Regions from separate parts of the Sus scrofa genome. Here region 1 is linked to region 2. A link is a contact called in public promoter capture Hi-C data. All regions are on one chromosome and are shown on one strand. The core of a region is the stretch at or near the end of the contact, and the rest is flanking DNA. Distances in the headings are between cores, read along the strand shown. Region 1 holds the start of SGSM2 (small G protein signaling modulator 2). Region 2 holds the start of HIC1 (hypermethylated in cancer 1 protein).

What was found. Promoter capture Hi-C pulls out the DNA fragments that hold promoters and counts their contacts.
Region 1: a promoter capture Hi-C map of liver shows a contact between it and region 2, with 4 times the contacts expected there. The contact joins the promoter of SGSM2 here to the promoter of HIC1 in region 2. A contact is called at or near these places in 4 of 5 promoter capture datasets (fetal liver, fetal skeletal muscle and liver) and 3 of 47 Hi-C or Micro-C datasets (embryonic fibroblasts, heart right ventricle and liver).

Annotation. Positions count from the first base shown.
Region 1 is chr12:48,414,151-48,420,569 of Sscrofa11.1, reverse strand. SGSM2 (small G protein signaling modulator 2) reads right to left here and starts at 3,796. Exons shown (of 24, transcript XM_021067596.1): 1 at 3,662-3,796. TSR1 (pre-rRNA-processing protein TSR1 homolog) reads left to right here and starts at 2,948. Exons shown (of 15, transcript XM_021067603.1): 1 at 2,948-3,995; 2 at 4,142-4,245; 3 at 4,555-4,774; 4 at 4,890-5,024; 5 at 5,425-5,849. The coding sequence starts at 3,899.
Region 2 is chr12:48,166,258-48,172,269 of Sscrofa11.1, reverse strand. It overlaps HIC1 (hypermethylated in cancer 1 protein), which reads right to left and starts at 4,409. Exons shown (of 2, transcript XM_005669112.3): 1 at 4,253-4,409; 2 at 1-2,799. The coding sequence starts at 2,779. The coding sequence ends at 635.

The DNA of each region.
Region 1 (6,419 bases), core at 2,547-5,046, 250 kb before region 2:
GGGTGGTAGAGCGTCTAAAACCTGAGGAGGAGGAAGAATGGATCTGGAATCTCCTCCCTGCTGGAAAGCACTCATGGTTAGCAGTTAGGTAAAGCGGGATCAGATCGATCCTGCAACTCTAAATTGTTAAAAGCTTCCTAGATTACTTCCCAAGAGGTGTTTGCATTAAACAGAGCACAATGACACAGCTCAAAGACCCATAGGCATCTGAAGCAGGCTGTTGGGGCAGATTTTTGGATTAGGAGGACCTAACAGATGCCCCTAAAATTATACTACCAATCCTTTGTGAAAAGCCAGCCTTGCCTACAATTACCCCCACTGTCTCTACTTGTGGAAGAAGAGAATATGTTTCTCTCAAAATCAAGTGCTGAAAAGGGAAGGGAACTAACAGTTCAGAGTGGTCAACATTTGTCAGGTAATATACATGGCTGTGGCATATTCTGGACATTTCTCACATTTGCTTAAGAATCATTCTTGAGGAGTTCCCATCATGGCTCAGTGGTAACAACCCAACTAGGAGCCATGAGGATACGGATTCGATCCCTGGCCTCACAGTGAGTTAAGGATCTGGCATTGCTGTGAGCTGTGATATAAGTCAGAGACACATCTGAGATTCTTCGTTGCTGTGGCTGTGGTATAGGCCAGCAACTACAGCTCCAATTTGGCTCCTAGCCTGGGAACTTCCATATACCACAGATGTGGCCCTAAAAAGAAAAAAAAAAAAAAAATTCCTGAAGTAGTACAGATAGCTTTCTAAATACCATCTCCCCCAAAATCTTTCCCATCATTCCTGACTAACCTCCTCAAATTCAAAACACACTAACAATCCTAGCCCATCTGCCCATAGATTGGGTATGGCTTCATTTTTTGTTCTTTTTATACTGTTCATATAAGTCTCTGTCACTCACTAGTTTCCTGAGGATAATCACTGAGACTTGAGATTTCTCTTTTCCTCGGGGAGACCAAATTTGGGGCTTAAATGCTAGCTGATGTACTCCTGGCCTTAACCCCCCCCCCCTTTATGGCCACTCTGCAGCAAAAGCACAATGAAGTTTCCCACAATAAGTTGGAAAGGTGATGGTTTCAACTACCTCTTTGCCAAAAGGAAACAAATGTTAGGCACAGTAGCCCTAATGCAGAACCATCTAGAGCTTTTTAGGATTTTATAATAAACTAGAGTCTTTTCCCGTCCTGAAACTCTAAGAAAAGGTAAAGGAACCAAGATGTATGAAGTAAATATCACTATTCCTTTTTTTTTTTTTTTTTGGTCTTTTTACAGCCACACCTGTAGCATATGGAAGTTCCTGGGCTAGGGGTCAAATCAGAGCTTCAGCTGCTGGCCTACACCACAGCAAGGTGGGATTTGAGTTGCATCTTCGATTTGTGCTAGTTTGCGGCAGCCCTGGATCCTTAATACACTGATCAATGCCAGAGATTGAACCCACATCCTCATGGATATTAGTCAGGTTCTTAACACACTGTGCCGCAGCAGGAACTCCACCATTCCTATTTTAGATGAAGAAAATGAGACTCAAAGGTTAAGTAACTTATTTAAGGTAACAAAGAGGTAGGTCTAGGCTATTCCAAAGTTTATGCATTCCTATCAGACTTTGCAGTCTCCAGTATCAATAGACTTATTTACCAAAAAGAAAATATGCCGGGCATAGATACAATTCTGGACAAAAAAAGATGGGTTTCCTGCTTTCGTGGAGTTTACACATCTGGCAGAGAGGTAGGTGGGAGGAGTGTAAGGCTCCATCCAGAGGCCTAATCCATTCCTAATCCACTCTGTAGGTTTGAGCTCTCTAGCTCTCAGATGTGGGTGAGTCATTCACATGGGCACATCTCCCCCTCCCCCATGAAATTGAAATGGGCTTTAGGGCAGGGTCAAAGTAAAGGACATTAGTACAGTACAGAGAGAGGCTTTTTCTCTTTCTGACAGGGCGAGGGGGCTCCTCAAAAGAGGAAAAAATCCTGAGTTTTAACCATACTCAATAAACCCCCTAGCCTCTGGGTATGGAGGTGGGCGTGGAGTGAGAAGCAGTGAAGGTGTGCGGGCGAACCTTCCTGCAGTCGCGACTCAGAAAAATAACCAGATGGGGTGTAGGGTAAACCCGAGCTAAGCCCCCAAGTCACCAGTTTAGCGCCGTGGAGGCCCGCGCGGGGCCCCGCCCCCTCCCCACTCGGCGCGGATAATGAATGGGCACCTCAGGTTCTCCAGAAATCGCCGGCACCCCTCCCCCGACCTCGGTCTCGCTCTCCCAGCACTGCCGGTTGCCACAGGGCGGGGAGCTGCGGGATCTCAGAGCAAACAAGCCTAGGAGCGCCTGCCTAGCTCCGGGGACCGAGGGGAGCTGCCCGCTGACCCGGAGTGGTGCGTGAGACCCCAGTCCAGGACCCCGCCCCCGCCCGAGGCCAGCGTCCGGAGATGGGCGCCGATCTGTCAGTCCCCCGGGCCGCGGGGGCAAGGACGCGAGCACCCGGGGGTCGGTGCCCTGACTTTACCTCCTTTTTCACGTTCCACAGCAGTTTCTCTTTGACTGCGTCCTCCGCGCTGCCCATCGTGCGGCGGCTGACTGGGAGGAGGTGCCCGGCGGCCCCCGAAGCCCCTCACGCGCCCTCGCCGCCTCCGCGCCTCTCAGCTCAGCGCCCCACGCACCAGGAGGAGCCCCCGCCCGCCGCGCTCCCCGCCCGCTGCTGCAGCCGCAGCCACTGCCCGGTGCTGGGCTCCGCAGCCATCTTCCGAGCCCCACACAGACGTCAGGAGGCTGGCCCGGCCCCTTCCCACAGCCGGGGGCGGGGTGGGGGGGTGCGCTCAGCCACGCGGGGGGGAGGGGTCGGGCGGGGGGAGGCTGTGCGCGCCTGCGGGCGGCAGGCCGGGGCGCGCGCCACGCCAGCCGCTGTCATGGCAACGCGCGCTGCTCCAGCCCCGAGGGCGCGAACCCGCATTGTGAGGGCCAGCAGCTGGCCTAGCACAGCGCGGGGCGAGGAGGCGGGGCGCGCCCGGGACCCCGCGACTGAGGGCAGAGTCCTTCGCTCCGAAGCTAGCCCCCATCCAGCTAGATGTCCCTGATTCCTACCCGCTCGTTTTCCCGACGGGAAGGGCTGGGGCCCCCAGCGCCTCGAGTCTGGCCACGGGGAAGACATTAGTCCCATGGCTGGGAGAAAGTCCGCGGAATGCTAGCGTTTCTTCAAACCCTCCTGCCAGCCGGGCGCCCTCAGCTGCAAAGCCTGTGGGGAGATGAGCGGGAGCGCGGCCGCCCCAACCTGTAGAGGCTCGTCAGCCCTGAGGGCACGAGAATCAAAATCAGCCGTCCTACCCCCGAGGGGTCGCCACGTCCCACCTGTCCCTTCTTGCAGCTACGTTGGAGGCGGGGGTGCGGGTTGGGGTAACCGAGACGAACAGGAGCTTTTACGGAGCCTGTGGAGGTGAGACCTGCGCCGTCCACACCATTTGCCTTGTAGATTTAAACAGCCCCACCTGGGAATGGAGGGCGAGGCAACGTTGCTTAAAGTAATAAAGGACACCTGCTGCAGCAAACTGAGGAGCGGCTTAAACGAAGCTGAGAGGAGGGGCTTTGCCTTCTAACGCACGAATGGAGAATCTTCCTAAGAGAACAGCGCAAAAAATGAAAATACAAGGGAGACCGAGAGCCCAAACCTTGACTCTACACCCGCCGTTTTGAAGCACCCAACAGCAAACTACCACAGGGGAAACTTTACGTGCAGGTTTTGCGGAGACGCTAGCTCAAAGCTCTCACTACCGGGTAGCAGAGATCCTCGCGAGAGTACGCGTGGCGCCCCACCCCGCCAGGGGAGGACACGCCCCCACTGAGGGGGCCGGAAGCGTTCGGCCTGTTCCGGAAGTAGTGCTGACTTGGTACATGTGAGCGGCAGCATGGCGGCCCATCGCTCCGGCCCGCTCAAGCAGCAGAATAAAGCTCACAAAGGCGGGCGGCATCGTGGTCGTGGATCCGCGCAGCGGGACGGCAAGGGTGAGAAGATAGGGTTGAAGGAAGAAGGGCTGTTTGGTCGACATTAACTACTTCTCTCCATGCCCAGAATTTACCTCCTATCTCCGGCCTGAAGCCGGTCTTCTGCTAGTACCTTTGCCCAAGAGTCCTTTCTAATATCCTTCTAGGTCGTCTAGCTCTGAAAACTCTAAGCAAGAAGGTGAGAAAAGATCTTAGCAGAGTAGACCAGAGGCATCGCGCCAGCCAGCTCCGAAAGCAGAAAAAGGAGGCGGTGAGAGGAGTGGGGATTGGGGAGTAGTGTGGCTTCACAACCTTTCTGAGCGGATAATGTCTAAAAAACTAGAAAATGTGACCCTGGGAATGGGCGGGGGATGGAGAGTAACCCTACAGCACATGTCAGGCATGCAGGCCCAGACTCATGCTAGAGCTTTCTTTGCTTTGTTTTTAGTTCCTGCCCACCCCCTTGGCATACATGATACGTTTTACAAGAGATACTGGTTGGAGGGTAGGGGTGGACATCCATTGTTGGAAATGCAATACTGGAACATAGAGATGTTCTCTTGATCCTTTCTGTCCTCAGGTTTTGGCAGAAAAGAGACAGCTTGGCAGCAAGGATGGCCCTCCTCATCAGGTACTGGTGGTGCCCCTGCACAGCAGGGTTTCCCTGCCAGAGGCCTTTCGCCTGCTTCAGGATAGGGACACTGGAACAGTACACTTGAAAGAATGGGGAAGCACTCATAGTTTTATGCTGTTATGTCCCCGCTTGAAACATCGGTGGTTTTTCACATCTGCAAGGCCAGGTTAGAGTATACAACAATATTTTGTATTGTTATGAGTATCATTGGTACTATTTTTTTTGTATAATGTACTGTTGTCAATTTCTATTTCTTACCGATTTTTGTCTTCTTTTTATAGGGGACCTGCATACTGTGTTAGACATGGCTAAAGTGGCTGATACCATCCTGTTCCTCCTTGATCCACTGGAAGGCTGGGATAGCACCGGGGATTACTGCCTTTCCTGCCTCTTTGCTCAGGGCCTTCCAACTTATAGTAAGTGAGTTGAAAATATTGGAGGGCAAAGAAGGAAGTTAATTAACACTTATTGTGCACCTTTCATTTGCCTGATGCTTGATACAATTGGGAGGTTGTATTCAGCTGATTGTGTGTTGTACATGTATGGCCTAAATTTGGTCCATTATTTGCAGGTTTTGTTTTGTTGTTGTTGTTTTTTTTTTAATCTAAATCAAGTTGCTTTTTTATTTCTGGACTGCCCTTTGCCTAGAGGAAGAAGAATAGGAAGTTTGGTTTTACTGTGAAAATTTTTTAGGGTAGCTGAGTGTGGGGTTACTCAGTTATCTATGGCTCATAAGTTGGCATGTTTGTGAACTGAAGGGGGGATTTTGATATAGTGAAGCAACAGGTCACAAAGCCCTTTTTCTTTCACTCACAGCATTGGCCGTCCAGGGAGTTTCTGGCCTCCCGCCAAAGAAACAAACAGATGCCAGAAAGAAGTTAAGTAAAGCAGTGGAGAAACGCTTTCCTGATGACAAACTCCTCCTGTTAGATACTCAGCAGGAAGCAGGGATGCTGCTCAGGCAGTTGGCCAACCAGAAGCAACGGCATCTTGCCTTTCGAGATCGGCGAGCTTACCTATTTGCTCATGCTGCTGACTTTGTGCCTAGTGAAGAGAATAACTTGGTGGGCACCTTGAAAATCTCAGGCTATGTTCGTGGACAGGCTCTGAATGTAAATAGCTTGCTGCATATTATTGGACATGGTGATTTCCAGATGCAACAGATAGACGCCCCTATGGACCCTTTCCCTTTAAATCCTAGAGTTATCAAGTCTCCGAAGGACCCAGACATGGCAATGGAGGTAAGATTGGTATTCTTCCCCATGCCTACCCCCCCACCCCCCACCTTCTTTTTAGGACCACATCCATGGCATATGGAAGTTCCCAGGCTAGGGGTCAAATTGGAGCTGCTGCAGCTGTCAGCCTACACCACAGCAACATCAGATCCGAGCCCTATCTTTGACCTACAGCACATCTCACAGCAACCCTGGATCCTTAACCCACTGAGTGGGGCCAGGGATCGAATGTGTGTCCTCATGGATCTTAGTTGGATTCATTAATGCTGAACTACAACAGGAATTCCAAGATTGTTTTCTTAAAAGACTGCATATTGTAAATTTATAAGTTGACACAGGGTGGAAACTAACTTCAAAGAAGGCAATGTGTTTGCACACCTGCACAACTACACTAGTCCCTGGAGGTAAATCCTAGTTCAGAAGAAGGCAACGGTCAACTACAAACAGGTTGACGTATCGCATACTTATCCAGCACTTTGTAGATGCCTTGCATAGATAGCAGTGGGCTCTGAGTTTGTAGAAGATACACCCAGGCTGTAGTCTCCTTCCTTAGCCAGTTTAATTGGGTCAGAAAAA
Region 2 (6,012 bases), core at 3,160-5,659:
CAGAGGGAGGGAAGGGTTGGCCCTGGGGCTAGTGCCACTTGTGCAAAATGAGGAACTTCACATTATCAGTCCCGGGGCGGGCGGGGGGCGGGGGCGGGGGGGCCCTCCGGCCGGCTCAGTCCCCTCCCCGCTCCCCAGCTCTGCCCGACGCTCCGACCCCAGCAGGGAGATTCACAGTGAGAATGGGTGTAGTCGCAAGGGCCGGAGGTAGGGCTGGGAGCGCCCCAACAGTGACACCCCTCCCCCCAAGAGCAGCACGGAGCCGAGGGAGGGGGCCAACGAACCACAGGAAGAGGCGGAGAAGGGCCAGGGGTCTCCTTTGGTCAAAGCTGATATCAAAAATATAAATCTCCCGTCCCCCATCCCACCCCCGTCCCGGGGTTTCCCCCCACCCCCACCCCGGGCTAAGGCACAAAGCAGTGAGGCCAGGTGAGGCCGCAGCGAGGTGTGGCCGTCGCCCCTGCGGCGACGCTGCCGCTGCTACGAGAGTCGTCCGGGCGCGGGGTGCCTGCCTGCCTGCCTGCCTGCCTGCCTGCCTGCTGGTGGCCGCCGCCGCCGCTCCCTGGGGGCGCGGACCCGGGCCGCGCGGCGGCGGCGGCGGCGGCGGCGACAAGGCGGGCGGACGAGAGGCGCTCTAGGTGGGGGAGAAACGGTCGATGGTCCGGCCGTCGGGGCCGGCGGCCAGGTGCGCGCCCTGGCTCAGTACCTCCGCCGCCTTGTCGGGGCTGAGGCCCAGCTCCGCTGTGAACTTGGCGAGCGGGTAGAGGCTCTCGAGCGCCACCTTCGGGTCGTGCAGGAAGTGCGTGGTCTGGGCCAGCAGCTCGGCCGCGGCCGCCTTGTCCTGCTGCTTCAGGCTCAGCTGTTCAGCCGTGAGGCGCGCCACCGCAAAGACGCCCTCGGGGAAGTCGAGCTTGCCCTTGCCGTCGGGGCCGGGGACGCCGGGGAGCGCCCCCAGGCCCGCCAGCGCCCCGGCCGCTCCCGCCGCGCCACCCACGGCGTGCATTTTCATGTGGCTGATGAGGTTGCGTTGCTGGGCGAACTTGCCACCGCACACCTGGCATTCGTAGGGCTTCTCGCCGGAGTGGATGCGCATGTGCTCGGTGAGGCGGTACTGACGCGTGAAGCGCATGCCGCACGCGTCGCACGCGAAGGGCTTGAGGCCCAGGTGGCTGCGCATGTGGCGCGTCATGGTCCCGCGCTGCGTGAACTTCTTCCCGCAGATGGTGCACGGATAGGGCCGGGTCAGCCAGTGCGTCTTCTCGTGCTGCCGTAGCGTGGCCGGGTCTTTGTAGCTTTTGTCGCACGACGCGCAGCGGTACGGCCGCAGCAGCTCACCCAAGCCCCCCGGAGCCCCCGCGACTTTGTCCCCACTGCCTCCAAAAGGGGGCCCGAGGCCGGCGGCCCCCGCAGCCACCTCGGCCGCTTCGGCCCTGCCGTACAGCGCCGCCTCCTCCTCCTCCACGTGCGCCTCCACGTGCGCGTTCAGCTGCTCCGAGCTGGGGAAGCCCTTTCCGCAAGGGATGCACACGTACAGGTTGTCACCGAAGCTCTCGGGCTCGCCGTAGGCCAGGTGCGGGCACGGGTAGCCCTCGAGGTGGCCCGCGGGCGGGCTCGGGTCCTCGCTGCTGCCCGTCTCCTCGCTGCTGCTCTTGTAGTCGTCGCCGTCGCCGCCTGCGCCAGGCCCGTCCAGGCTGCCGGGGTAACGCGGCGGCGGCGCCAGGCCGAGCGGGGGCCCCCCGGGCGAGGCGGCCGGGTCCCCGCCGCGCTCCTCGCAACGCTCGCTGGGGGAGCCGCGCTCGCGGCCCAGGTCGTCGCCGTAGCTGCCCAGGCCTGGCTCGTGCTTCATCCAGCGATAGAGGAGGCTGGGCCCGTCGGGGCGGCCGGGGGGCTCGGGTCCCGGGCTGCCACTGCCGCGGAACGGGTCCGGAGGCGGTCCGGCCTCCTCCAGCTTCTGGAAGGGCAGCGGCGGCAGCGGTGGAAGGGCGAGCGGCGGCTCCTTGTAGGCTGCGGGGCCGGCGCTGGGAGGGCTGTCTGGGCGCGGGGGCAGTTCGCGCTCGCCCGGCGGCCGCTCGGGGGGCGCGGAGCCCGGCGGGCTTTTCTTGGACAGGTCCAGGCCACAGAGCGGGGAGCAGCGGCGCTCGGGGGCGCACAGCGCGGCGGCCGGGCCGGGGCCCGAGGCGTACAGCTCGGCGCAGTGCGTGTTCACCGCGGCCTCGGGGCCCGACGGCGGCTCGGCGGTGGGCGGCGGCGGAGGCCCGGCCGGGGACGAGTAGCAGGTCTGGATGACGGGCGTGGCGGCCCGCAGGCCCCGGCCCGGCCTCCCGTAGGGCGCGTAGCCGCCGCCGCCGCCGCCGCCGCCCCGCAGGTGGCAGTACTTGCCGTGGCGCTTGAGGCGCTTCTTGCACAGCGCCACGAGGTCGGGGATTTGCAGGTAGCTGGCGGCGGCCAGCACGGCGCCCAGGCTCGGCTCGGCCCCCGGAGCCACCGCCGCCGCCGCCGCGGCCTCTGCGCCGTCAGCCAGACGGCCGGTGTAGATGAAGTCCAGCACCAGGCGGAACACGGCCGGGCTCACCATGTCATGATCCAGGTTGAGCAGGTTGTCATGCACCACCAGGGACTTGAGGTAGGCGCTGCTGGCCGCCAGCACATTCTTGTGCGCGCGGAAGAGGGCGTTCTGCACCACGATGATCACGTCGCACAAGAAGCCCTTGGTGCGCTGGTTGTTGAGCTGCAGCAGCAGCTGCCTCGAGTGGCCGGGAGCCTCCATCGTGTCCAGCATCGTCTGCCCAGCACAATCTCCTGCAGGGACACACACCGGCCGGGTCAGAGCCGCAGCCAGCCCTCGCCGCCTGCACCCAGCCCGGCGCTTCTCCCCTCCACTTCCCCTTCCCCTCAGCTGGGCAGGGGCATCGAGCACCGCGGCCTGGGCGCTGGCGGAGGATCCGCGGCCTCTGGGAGTGGGAGCCTGGGCCGGCCGGCCCGGACCAGGAGAAGGAGTCGAGACTGGCTGGTGGAGAAGAGGCCAGGCTGGCCTGCGCCCCCGGGCCCGGATGCCGCCAGGCGCACGGCCTGGGTTCTGGGGGCTTCTGAGGAGAAAGCTGTTGGTGCGAAGTCACCCTTTGGGAAACAGTTACCCGATTTGAGGAAAATGTCCGCTTCAGGAAAAGTCATTCAAGGCCGAGAAGTTTGCCCAAGTGGGATATAAGGGAGCCGCGTAAAAAAGCGCCTCCCGCCTCGGGAGAAGTTGCCCCAGTTGGGGAAGTGGTCCGTAGGAGGGGAGCGCGGTGCCCGTCGTGGCGCCGCCCTGGCCGGGGGCTGTCAGGCCCTCTCCGTTGGGCCCCGGGCGGCGGCCGGCGCGCGGGGAGCGGAGGCAGCGGCTGCCGTGGCGGGCAGAGCACGAAGGCCGGCCCGGCGCGGGGAGGGCGTTATATCGGGGCAGGAGGCTGAGGCAGGAAGCAGGTGGGGGGAGGGGGGAGCCACGCAGCTCCCAGGGGAGGGAGGGGGCAGCGCCCCGGGCGGGCACGGCGCACAGCCGGCTGCGGCCCTGACCCTGGCTGCGCCCCACCCGCGTCCCGGCCCTGGCCTCGGCCTCCTCTCTGCATTCGCCGGCCCGGCGCCTCCCTCCGCAGCTCCCCTCGGCCCCTTCTCCACGGGAACTCCGCCGCCCCAAACTTGGGGAAAAGTTTCCCAACTTCGGGCTGGCCGGGAGGAGCGCGCCAGGCCCCGTGCCTCGGTCGCAGCTTTTCCTCTCGGCCCCCAATTTCGGCAGAGCCAGGCGCTGCCGGGCCTGAACCGAGCCCAGAACTCCCCGGCCGTCCGCTGCCCGCCCGACCCTTCTCCCCGCCTGGCCCGCAGGGCCTCGCGGCCCGTTACCTGAGGCCGCAGCCCAGCCGGGCTTCCCTCCCGGCGGCGGTGGCAGCTCCTTGCCGGCGCCCCACCCGCCCCGCTGCCAGGCGCCGCGCTGTGCCAGGGCAGCGCCCCTGCCAGCCCCGCCCGCCAGCTCCCCTTCCCTTCCCCTCGCCTCTGCAACCCATGTGCGGGCAGAGCCGGGCCCGGGCCGCTGACCCCGCCATGAACCCGGCGCAGAGTAGCGTCCCGGCGGTCCTGAGTTCTCTAGGAGCGACACCCGGAGCCCTGAACGCCAGCCGCGTTGGGGCGCCCGCGCCGGAGGATGCGCCCGAGGCGGCCAGCGCGCGAGGACCGGGCGTGTCCGGGTCCCCTGTCCCTCCCGGTCCCCAGCCCGAGGACCCACCTGGGGGGCATGTCGGAAGCCCCGGGCCCGGCTGCCGGCGGATCCAGGGGGGACGTGGCTGCGCTGCGCTGCCCTCCGCCCTCCGGGCCCCCGGTCGGTCTGTCCTGCTGGTCCGTCCTCCCCGCGTCCTGGTCGCGTCTCAGCCCCGCTGCTCTTTCCGCACACTCTTATCTGGAGCGGCCCGGGCCGGCAGGCGCCGCTGCAGCTATGGCGCCACCTCGCGGCGAGACTTGGCGCGGCACAGCCGCGACCTCCCTCCTGCGCACCTGGGCTGGAGGATCGCAGATGCAGGGCTGGCGGAGGCGGGGGCGGGGGGGGCTGTTCGCAGGTTCAGCCTCCCAGATGTGCCCATCTGGAGACCCAAGCCTCGGACCTGCGAGCCCCACAAGCCTCGGGATTTTGAGCTGAATGATCCCATGTACATATTTCTAAATTCTCAAATTGCCCCAATTCAGAGAAGTCTTGCCCACAAGGAGGAGACTCTGGTGAAAGTAGATGGTGTAAGAGAGGTTCCGAAAATCCTAAGGAAGAAAAAGATAGACAAGATAGTAGGGTACCCCCTAGATATTCCTGGGTGGGACTGTCCGTTTGTACCCACCCACCCCCTCAACACACCCTCCCTCACTCAACCCTGTGGGTATGGTATGCACAGAATAAACCCATCTGCACCCAGATCCTCTCTAGGCATTGACACTCGAAGGCGCTCATGTTTGCATACACACCTGCCCCCTTACGAAGTCCCGGCTTTCTGGCATACTCAGGGGGCTGCCATGTAGAGCCCTCTGTGACCTGGGCAGAAGTGGTACCCAAACAGTGCACGCTGAACTTGCATATCTCTGGAGGGACCCCAGGATGTGTGACAGGGGAACGGCTGGACAGAGCCTCTTGGGTGGTCCCGCAGAAGAGACCTAAGCTCCCAGATACCCTGTGCGAGCCATTTTTGAGGTACGCGCAACGGTCTTACAGCAGGGCCTGGAGCCCAGGATCCCCCGCAGGGTCCTGCACCCCCAAGTGAAGGCCCATTTCCTGCAGGTGACGCCCCTTCTAGGAGGGAGGGGACCCCTGCACTGGTGAGCGGGCAGTGGCACAGCTACTCCGGAAGTGTACCGCGCCGCCCCGCCATCACGCCAGGCCTGAAGCCAACGCCTGCGTGGCTGAGTGGATCTCCTCAACCCACGCTCCGCCTCCTCCCCGCACCTCCTGACCCCCGCCCACACGTGGAGGGTGGGAGTGGGTTCCGAGAAAGCCTGCAGCTTTTGATTGGCTGTGCCTCCCTCAGCCGCGGCGCACGAGAAGATGGGGCGCAGAGTTACCATAGTAACCGATGAGGTTCGCCCAGATCGCGTCTCTCCGAGGCCTTGGAGAGCTTAGCAACCGTGCAGGACCGCTGGGCGGTGGGGACGGCGCTCGCCGCACCCCCGCGCTGCCCTCCGCCCCCACGCCCCCGCCAGAGGTAGTGGCTGAGTCATTCATTGAAGAGCCGCCCGCGCGGTCGCTCGCAGTCCCAGACAGACACCAAGGTCTCGGGCGCCCCCCAGAGGCTCCCTTTCCTATACAGGCAACTACATGGCCTTGGGACCAGGCGGCGGCTCCTGGTCCCCAAAGGTTATTTTGACCCCCACTGCTTCCTGAGTCTGCCCTCACCCTGTTTCCACTCCTTGTTCTGGGTCTATCTTATCCCAGTCCTCTGCTCCGACTCCCCCACAACCCTGCTCCGGGGTCCTAAGGAAGTATGAGTTTCCAGGAATGAAAATGGGCTC